2 separate regions of the Zea mays genome follow, and region 1 is linked to region 2. Evidence: chromatin contacts called from public Hi-C data. All regions are on one chromosome and are shown on one strand. Each heading gives the region's core, a stretch centred on a gene start, on an enhancer-like site or on the middle of the called end of the contact. The rest is flanking DNA. Distances are from core to core; before and after follow the strand shown. Region 1 holds the start of LOC100280640 (nucleotide binding protein). Region 2 has its middle 77 kb from the start of LOC103647008.

Evidence for each region. A called contact is a pair of places that touch in the nucleus more often than the background predicts.
Region 1: a contact with region 2 is called in a Hi-C map of leaf, with 5 times the contacts expected there. The contact joins the promoter of LOC100280640 here to the enhancer-like site in region 2. A contact is called at or near these places in 2 of 25 Hi-C or Micro-C datasets (leaf and tassel).

Annotation. Positions count from the first base shown.
Region 1 is chr2:138,780,771-138,786,114 of Zm-B73-REFERENCE-NAM-5.0, reverse strand. It overlaps LOC100280640 (nucleotide binding protein), which reads left to right and starts at 2,021. Exons shown (of 11, transcript NM_001153558.1): 1 at 2,021-2,444; 2 at 2,904-3,215; 3 at 3,308-3,416; 4 at 3,502-3,625. The coding sequence starts at 2,286. LOC103647011 (a long non-coding RNA gene) reads right to left here. Exons shown (of 3, transcript XR_004856338.1): 2 at 4,137-4,249; 3 at 3,847-4,008.
Region 2 is chr2:138,437,308-138,442,201 of Zm-B73-REFERENCE-NAM-5.0, reverse strand. No RefSeq gene overlaps it. Among protein-coding and RNA genes, the nearest start is that of LOC103647008, 77 kb to the right of the region's middle. Within about 2 kb of position 1,306, at least 17 of the 20 cell types and tissues checked have an H3K27ac peak or open chromatin away from gene starts, as enhancers often do. A contact at or near this core is called in leaf and tassel, where this site is marked.

The DNA.
Region 1 (5,344 bases), core at 772-3,271, 340 kb before region 2:
CTTCGGCACTCAGTCCCATTGATTATATACGATTTCTTCGTCCTGAGGACCTTCGGCAGAGAAGGAGACCCCAACACCTGTGTCGACATGTGGCTCACTAGGACGCCCGCCTACCCTGTATGTCGTGCCACCATCGCCATCCCGAGATGAGCTATGATTGACGTCGCGAACTTGCCCATACGTGGGCATGCATGTTTGATATATCGTTCAACGTTCGACAAAAAAATATTCTTTGTTTTGCTCGTGTAGTCATGACATAGTTGTAGTTGTAAAGAGGAATGCAGGTGGGCGCCTGGGCGGTGACCCATTAAACTTTGCCATAACAAAGATTTAGGATCTATTTGGTTGGGCTGTGGCTGTGAAAAAAGTTGCTGTGGACGGTGAGCTGTGAAAAAAGCTGCTGTAGGTTGTAAGCTGTTAAAAAGCTAAAAATCGTTTGGTGGAAACCACTAAAAATCGTAAAAAATTCTTCGATATATGTTTTCACAGTTTATCCGAAAAGCCACTAAAAGCAGGTCCAGAGGTGCTTTCAGATTTGCACTACGAGAAAGTCGGCTTTTAGAAAAAACTGCTTCCTGGATCCATCTCTTTGGTTGGCTTTTGGCTTTTAGGGGGGCAAAAGTCAAAGCCAAAAGTCAAACCAAACACACCCTTACTCAGGCTGTTTGCTTCATATTAAAGCTAATTGTTCAAACTGTTGCAGCTTCAATCTATATAGATAAAAACAATATAGAAGCAGTAGAAGCCAGTAGGAAATAAAGCCAAGCGAACATGCTGACTATTTTGAATTCTAATTCCAATTTTTTTGGATTGTAATGTGTTTGGATAGGTGTGTTGTAACTTTTAGTCTAGAGATCAACATTATGACAAAGGGCTTTTCACTATGGTTTGTCATTGTCACCAATCAAATATGACCGTACAAACATTATACTAGTACGAGTAACTTGAGAGTGCTGATGACATATTTATCAATTGCGGAGCCTTTTATCATGTTCTTTCGAAAGTCAACTTTATATTTAGGGGGTGTTTGGTTTCTATGGACTAATTTTTAGTCCCTCAATTTTATTCCATTTTAGTCCCTAATTTACTAAATATAGAAACTAAAACTCTATTTTAGGGCTCGTTTGGCAAAGCTCCAGCTCCAGCTTCTTTAGCTCCAGATCCTGATCCTCGTGAGGAGTTGATCCTCCTGCTTCTCCTAGAGAATCAGAATCATTTTTAAAACCGTTTGGCAAGTAAACTGATTCTTGTCTTCTGAAAGTTGGTGGTCCGTGGCGATTGTCTGTTTTATCCTTTGCAGTTTAACTTTGTTACAAACCAATAAGTAGGATGCATATACGGAAAAAAAATATGAAACAATAACATATAAAATATTCTCATCATAGTAGTGCATAAAATGGTCTCAAATGTTTAATCCATAAATTGGCTCGTTATGTTTTTGTCCAATGGCAATTACGGGTAATTTCGATCAAAATTTAAGGGGAGGTCCATATTTGGTTGGTTGAGGAGCTATTTTAAGGGAGGGTGGAGCAGGTTTTTTTAGATCCCACCTTTCTTCACAAAAACGACTCCCGATCTTTCGGCTCCACACGAGAATCAGTTAAAAAAAATACCTGTTTGGCACGACTCCTCTAGATCCTCGCTTAGAATCAGGAGCTGGAGCTGTGCCAAACGGGCCCTTAGTTTCCCTATTTAACAATTTATGAACTAAAATGGAATAAAGTGAAGGGACTAATGTTTAGTCCCTATAAACCAAACACCCACTTATACTAAAAAAATCAACTTTTAGAACTGATTTGGTGACCGATGAATTGAAAAGATATATAGAAAAAATTCAGTTGCTCTGGTCACCAAATTAGTCATCATGCATTATTTTTTTACTTGTTTTTCATTTTTTATATTTTCTCTCGACCTAGCCGAAAGAGTTTCTTCATATTACCGAAAGGGTCTTCTTCCGTTTCATATAGTCACGATGTCATATTACTCATATAGAATTTTTCTATGGACACACGAAGAGTCCGCAAAAAATAATCAACTCGTTTTTTTTCTTTCTCCGCTCCTCCGAGTGACCGAGTCCAAGGCTTCGTTCTGCTCTCCGGCTCTCCCGCATCCACCCCGTCTCATCCCCAATCCGACCACCTCATCCCTCGCCTCCATGGCCCTACCCCTCGCGTCACCGGCGGGGGCATGAGCCGGTGACTGCTCACGCGGCCTCGTCTGTCTGCGCACGCGCGCGGGGTCGGCGAGTGAGCATTGCGGCGGTCCGCGATCGCCCGTGGGGGAGCATGGCGTCGGCGGCGGGGTCGGCCGGCGGGGCCGGCGCGGGGTCTGGCGGGCTGAAGACCTACTTCAAGACCCCCGAGGGGCGGCACAAGCTGCAGTATGAGAAGACGCACTCCCCCGCCGTCGTGCACTACAGCCACAGCGGCAAGACCGTCTCCCAGGTAGCAAGGGCGCCGTCGTTCGGATTAGGGTAGCGAGGCAGTTTGATGTGCTTTATGGGGTTATTGATGGGTCGGTCTGTGCTGGATGGATGGGGAATTGGGTTGGGATGTGTGTTGACTTGGCTTGATCAGGTGTGGTATCTGGATGAGTCATCGTAGATGCGATGCGGCAGATATTCGGAAGTTTCTAGGCGCTTCATGGATTGGATCAGGCGCAGCATAGATTGGTGTAATGTTTAATGTTTGGATAGTCCCTGCATATATTTCGTGTTACCGTTCTAGGAAAAAATACAAATACAAATGACACACATTTTTCTGTTCGCAAATTCTAACACTCTAATAGAATAGATCAAATATCTGCTTAACTGTTCTGAGGGCTTTGTGCTTTCTGATTCTGTTGCGTTGTGTAGATTACAAATCCTTTATGCAGTTATCGATTGTTTGTTGTGATGGTGCCAGATGACAGTGGCATATTTGAAGGAGAAGCCAGCAGGCCAGGGTTCCACGCCTTCAACACCAAGTGCTGGTAGTGGGATGCGGTCTGCAGCTGCAAGACTTCTCGGCACTGGGAATGGGAGCCGGGCACTTAGCTTCGGGAGCAATGGTACCAGCAGGGCTGTCTCAGGAAGCAGCCGCATGGGTGGAGGAATTGGTGTGTCGACTAGTGCAAGTGGATCGCAAGGCATGGCAAACTATGATGGAAAGGGCGCGTACATCATATTTAATACTGCAGATACACTCTTCATCAGTGATCTCAACTCACATGACAAAGTATTTCCTTATCTCTTATTGCATGCATGCATGTTAAGTTGCTTGCAACTTTGGTATCCTGTGGTTCTCTGTTCACATGCTAATTGCATCAGGATCCAATAAAGTCCATCCACTTCAGTAGCTCAAACCCGCTTTGCCATGCATTTGACCCAGAGGCCAAGGATGGGCACGATCTGCTTGTTGGGGTGTTCTCAGGAGATGGTATGTCAAATGCTTCATAATTAGGAAAGCTTTATGCTTATATTAGTTAAAGAATCGTGCATAAGTTCTTTTATTTGTTCTACAGTCTATTCAATGTCACTGAGGCAGCAGCTGCAAGATCCTGGAAAGAAGCCCGTTTCATATCAGCATTTTGTTAATAGAGACAAAGATAAAGACAAAGATCCAAGTCAAGGTGGCGCTGCCAGCAGGCATGTTTTCATTTTTACTGTTTAATTTAACACGCTGTTTGGGTATGATAAAAAACTGTTGCCGCAGCTGCTGCAACAGTACTTTTGTGAGAGAGCGGGAAGCTGCTGGAGCCCGCAGCACGGCAGCAGCAACAGCTGCCTTTTACCACAGCCGAACATGTGCTAAAAGTGTTTGTCAATTTCCCCCTTAATAAGCTTGGCAAATTTGTCTTGCCGTTACCTTACCAGTATTAAATATTTATTTCTTGATATGGTAGTGGTCCTACGAGTTACACAAGCCGACATGCAGTACACTGCGATCTGTTAGAATTTGCTGAGACTATCTCCAACAGCTTATCCATCCTCATCTTCATATTCAAACTCTACTCAGCGAATAGTGCAGTCTACAGTGCAAAACAATGTAAAACAGTGTTTTGGATAATCATATGAAAAAGCTGCTGGACACGGTCTGAGATACTGACAAAAGTAACGATAACCCATATGCATGGAAGATACTAAGTTCTTGACTTACAACTTGTAGTGCATGCATCAGCGAAGACGAACATAGTGTGTTAGATGTGAAGTGACAGCTTCATTGTATTTTGGCTGTCCCACTCCAATCTTGCTGAGTTGCAGCTCTTGTATCTGAAACAAGGATTAAATGAGTAAGAAGTGGCAGCGCAGCAACCAAGCAATGATGCAAAATCAGGTAATTAAACCGTATGACCAAGCCGCCAAGTAAAGAAGGATTAAACCATATGACCAAGCAGCCAACAGCCAAGTAAATTGGTCTAAAACTCCATATTACATAATCGAACCATATCAATGTCTAGAACAACAACAAATTAGAGTTTAAATGCATCTAAATGACAAAGAGAATATTATATTAATAAATTTTAGATTTGAAGCATCTACTAAACAAGTACATCATCATCCAATGGAAGCCTTCTTTTCCATCTCCAGCTGCTGCTACAGTAGATGGCCCAGCTGCAACAGGTGCTTCTTTCTCCATCTCATCATAATCAAAGTCTCCTCCATGTGCTGCTGGTTCATCTTCCTCCATCTCCTCATTGTCCTCTTCAACAATAACTAGAGCTGCAACTATAGTATTCCTTGCATGCTTCTAGTGTATGTTTGTCTAACAGTAGCACCCACAGAGGCAGCACGAGCAGCAGCAGCCCTTGGCATATTCTTCCCTCTTAGATGCTGAGTTGCACCAAGAGCTTCATCAACAACAGCACCACTTAGCAACAGAGCACAACCTGACAATTGACAGCAGCGCGTAGCACTACAGCAGCACTTCGAGCTAGGAGCAACACGGCAGAACCCAAAGAGCAGAGCAGAGCAGAGCCAATGAGCCATACCATCTGAAGAGGAATTCATCTCCAAGCGTCGTCCGTGGCGACAGTCTTTGTGGCTGTCCAGGCAGTGGTCCAAGCAGCAGCGGATCAGTCTGCCTCTAGGTCCAAGAAGCGGCGGCCGATGGTCTCTAGGTCTAGGTGGTGCACGGGCTGGAGAGAGGAGGCGCTCGGAGTCACGGGTAGAGAGGAGAGAGGATGAGATAAGAGACTAACTAGAGTATATCTGAATCTGAACTCTAATGGGCCTAGGCTAAAATTCCTCAAGGGTCCGGTCTCGGAGCCCATGACATCACACATTAGGTTAGTAGCCGGCCACCCTATTTGGATGACTAGTCGCGATTAGTCGCCGACTAATCAGATGACTAGGTTTCTAGTTGAC
Region 2 (4,894 bases), core at 57-2,556:
AATTAATCATGCAAGAGTATTGAGCGGCTCATTACCGCGAGCATGGCTAGTATACCAGTTTTACACTCTGCAGAGGTCGTACCCAGTACCCACAAGTCGTGTATCCCATCTAGCCAGTGTTAGCTAGACCCTTAGACACTTCCGAGGTGAATAGCTAGGGATCCACTACAAGGCTTTTACAAAGTTCCACTAGCTTCAGAAAACCCGCTACAGTTTCTAGGAAGAGCAATGCAGGAATCCCCCGTCTGACCGCCATCGGAGCAAAATCAACCCCGGAACCTCCCTACACGCCTACTCCCCTACTGCCCTTGCCCCTTTTGGGAAAGGTAGTCCTCCACTAGCTTTCCTAGTTAGTCAGCCAAGGGCGTCCCATTCCACCCTTGTGGTGGCACGTGTTTCTCAAGTTAAGATCGATGTTCCAATTAACATAGTTGTCTTATCATGAATAGAAATAGAACAGTAATAAAGAGTGATCATGTGTAATAGTTGTCTCAACACTCAAAACCATATATAGCAATAGCAAGGACTACCAAAAAATTCAGGGTTAAACAAGGTATAAAGATAACCAGACTAGGGTGGCCTATTGGGTCCCATCAAAATTAAGCCTATTCATGATAAAATGATTATAGAGAACATTATTGGGTAAATAAAGTGGTCAAGGGCACAACATGCCTTCAATGAGCTCCTGCTCAGCAACTTCTACCTGCTGAACACCTGGATCCTCGGCCACTGGCTCGTCTACTCGTCATAATGCAAACAAACATGGTACGAGGGATAAAATAACATCACACCAAACATGAATACAGAATACATAATAATAATCTATGTGTTGTAACGAGATCATAGGAAAAAGAATCACTACATTCAGAGTTACGGATTTCGAGTTTTGAATTTCCGAAGGTTTTATGTGTTTGGTACAAGATTAATTAAGTGATCAAACTTAATATGGGTTTCATGCTAAAACAATGTTATTAAGTGATAAACAATATTAATACAAAATTATAGGAACTGGAATGGATTAAAAAGGAGCTAAAATGAATTTTCTAGGAATTAAACAAGTTTTTGCAATTAGTTGTGTACTAAAAATCATTTTCTAAACCAATTTCTCTGTTTTATTAAATGTATGGATTGCGCTTACTATATTCAGGAAGTGTAGGGGCCTCTGCGTAAAACATCATAAGACTGAGAACTCCTTGTGCTAGACTGCGGGTTAATTAGCCAATTTCTCAGGGTCTCTTTTACAAGTTCGCCCACACCGAAGGGGTACTGGCGCACTAGAGTCGCCCGATCAGATCTTCATGGGTGAGATTAGATCACATAACTGAGTCGACCGGTGCGTGATACGGATCCTTGGATCCAAATTGTACAGCCCACAATACGCCGACGCGATGATTGAATCTCCACCCCGAGATCACCCACCAGTGGCTAGGATCACAAGCATCGAAGGGTTATCTTCGTTCTAATCGTAGCCACATGCTTTCAGATCGACGGTCGGATGCCGCGCTACCCATGCCCAACCTCAAGCACGACCGCGCCACCGTGTTCATGGCGATGACCACACTAGCGTTCCTCGATTCGATACCCACCGACGCCTGCACCCGCGGCCGGTGGCTAAAAACACAGCCTGACGCAAGGCGAAACAGACGAGACCCCCGATTTAATGTTTGAGTGATGGCACTACCCTGCCCACGGCGTGGCTCGGTGCCACAGAGTCAATTGGCTCTGACGAGCAATTCAAAACCCGCAGATGTATAATTCCCTCTCCCGCGGCTCACCATACGTCAAGGACTGGTCAACGAAGACGACAGAAGTGGCCATACCTGCGGTGGTGCGGTACTGGAGCCAATCCCCCTCGCGCGGGACAAAGCCGAGGTAACGCCGAGCTCCGGTTCTCGGTTCCGACCACGCCCAGCCACGACACCAACTTGCGCGACACACACTCGAGGTGCTATGGCTTCCCAAACCCGGTCTTTGACCAAGACGCGACGCAGTGAACTTCTTCCCCACGTCTGCACTTCACCGGCTTCCGTGAGAGACTCCGGGAGGGCGACTAGGTAACGGGGGGTGTCCGGCCACAGTTATAACCTAGGGGAAAGAGGGAGAAGCACTCGAAAACGTCCCACGGGTCCAGTAGTCATGAGGATCGAGCGAGCGCAGTCCCAACCACACGATTCCGCTGCGGTCGACGTCAAACTCGGAGTCCGTTGCGCGAGCGGCGAGATGACAATAGGGGCCACCAGTCGGCGAGCGGTCATGTGGGTCCGGGGAGTCAGCCGGCCAGCGATTCACGCGACACAGGCTGACCGAGTGGTCCCGCCATCCAGTGCGTGAGAAAGGCCGCACGGATCCGCGATTAGTTGGGCCTGCGGTGCCGAAGGCGGCCCACACAGCTGTTTTCCCTTTAATTACCTTTTTCTTTTAAAATTCTTGATTTAGACTTCTTCTTAAATTCAAATGTCTATTGTTTGAATTCAAACTTGTTGAACTTCATTTCTAAATTGAGTGTATAATTTCAAATTCCACTATGCATAGTTCTTTTGTGGCAGCCCTCCCAAGTTATCGGGCCCACATGCACCAATCCTTGCCTTGATGGCCTCAGATGGCTATGCATGTGTACTAGGTAACTTAACAAGGCTATCACGAGTTCAACAACTTGAACTCATCACCCCAAGGATCTCCCACCATACATGCATATTACAGTAACCACATTCGATACACACACACTTCGGAGATAAGAGCGGAAGACTTCACAAAACATTCTTTTCATTTCTAAAACTGAAGGTTATTACATAGGAAGAGTTACATTTATTACAAGTCCTAATATGCTTAAAGTGCATAACTTATTACAAAAGCAGGGAGGTAGAAACCCTCCAAAGCTTATACATAAACCTAGCTAGTCCTCCAGAATTGGAAACGCCCTCCAACCACAGGAACACTTAGAGTACTCCTCATCACCTACAACAACATGGGTTCAAAAACCCTGAGTACGGAGTGTACTTTCACAAATCTTACCCGTCTAAGGAAAAAGACTCTCAAGGATATGCTGGTTAAATAGGAATCAAGGAAAGGCTTGAGCAAGAATCAACTTAGATACTTTTGCAGAAATAGCTTACTAAAGTGAGTCCTTACTTTCAATATTTTAACGCCAGATTAAATATTAATAGACTCTAGTTGCATCTAGTCTAATTTCACCATCTCATCAATACAACATTATTTTTATTCATAATGTTTACATCCTGACCTAGGTTGCAGGTCAGAGATCAAGTCTCCACTGTCCGGGGATATAACGGCGATCTGAATCGATTTACTCAGCTGAGGATCTCTAACCACACGACATATGTTTCTCGTAACTCTTGCATATGTCTACCATTCCCACGGATCCTTCACTACATGAACTGGTCCGTGCCACCCGAGAGCACACCACCCCTTTTAGGCGGTCCTTTGCCAGGAGGGTACGTGCCACTCTCGCCATCTCTCCACTCCCAGTGTGGGATTGTCTTTTCATGTATGGAATAGCCGTGTTCAAGCTTACCCTGTCCCATATCCAGGGCATGTGGGCAATTAAGATAGTACTTGATCATATAGGCCTACATACGCATCCAATCCTTAATTAACCTGGGTGGAGCATCACCTGTTCCTAGCCCAAGTCTCGATTTAAGTACTTCCATCCTTAGGATGAAAAGAGCATTATAGGGAACTTTGCAGTAAGATCCCACCATGCTCCCAATGAAAATATTCTTGTAGGTAGAAGCCATCCTTCCTCAGGATAACCCCTGAGCTAGGCATTATTGCAAAAGACAACCTCTATCCACAAGATCTAAGCAGGGCTAAGCATTTTTGTAAATAATATTTGATACTTCCAAAGAAGTATCTATAACAGGAATGGATATCAAGGTAGTCAATGCATCAAATAGTTTCCAAGCAATTCCTATAAACTTAATGCACATTTCACTAGACTTAAGTGTATAAAAGTATTTTTAAAAATACAAGGAAGGGGTAAATGCACCGGGGCTTGCCTTTGTTGGAGTGAAGAGGTTCTAGATCTCTCTACCCAACCATCAATTAGATAGCTCCATCCTCTTGATGAGAAGACACTGGAGTAGACTCCTCTTTAGCAACCACTTCATCTTGAATCTTCACTCTTTATTTTGGGAGCTCTACATGAAATGACATGAACATAAATGCTTATGCTGTTTGCAAATAAAATACTATAAAACATCACAAGACTATATTTTCTCTCAATGCCACATGAGGGCTCGACATACCCCCCTACTAGGAGTTGTTCCTCTATAATAACTCTTTATCTTTGTTTCAATGGCTACCAGCTAACCCCAAACAGTTCTCAAGTTGAACACCAACTTGAGGTGAAAACACAAAAACTCAAATTTAGGTAACTGAAAAAGAATTGAACCGAATTCAATTTCAGATACTGAAACTTTACATAGTCGACACCACAACCAATATTCAGTCTTCGTTTCCCCTCACTTCCATTCACATACACAAGTGAGAGCAGCAGGGGTGATCTTCGTTAGTTTTCAAATGAAAGCCTGAACTCAATTACCTTAGGCCTACTGCCCCATCTACACACCTCCCTGTTAAAGCCCCTGGTATCTCACAATTTGATATGGTACAGACCAAAACTTCTTAGCCAAAGTTATACTCCGACTTTAGCTTTACCAACTTTGTATAACAACCCATGATTAAAAACATTCAGAGCAAATTCTATTGTACCCCAAAGTTACCCCCACACTGAACTGCTATTTCAGCTAACTGAATAAAATTCAGTCAGAGTCACTCTGACAGTCCAGTTTTGGATAGCTATTATTTCCTACTTTATGTGGATTCAAGCCTAACTTGCTCAAAGGGATTTGTTCCTTATAACATGGTCTTTCAC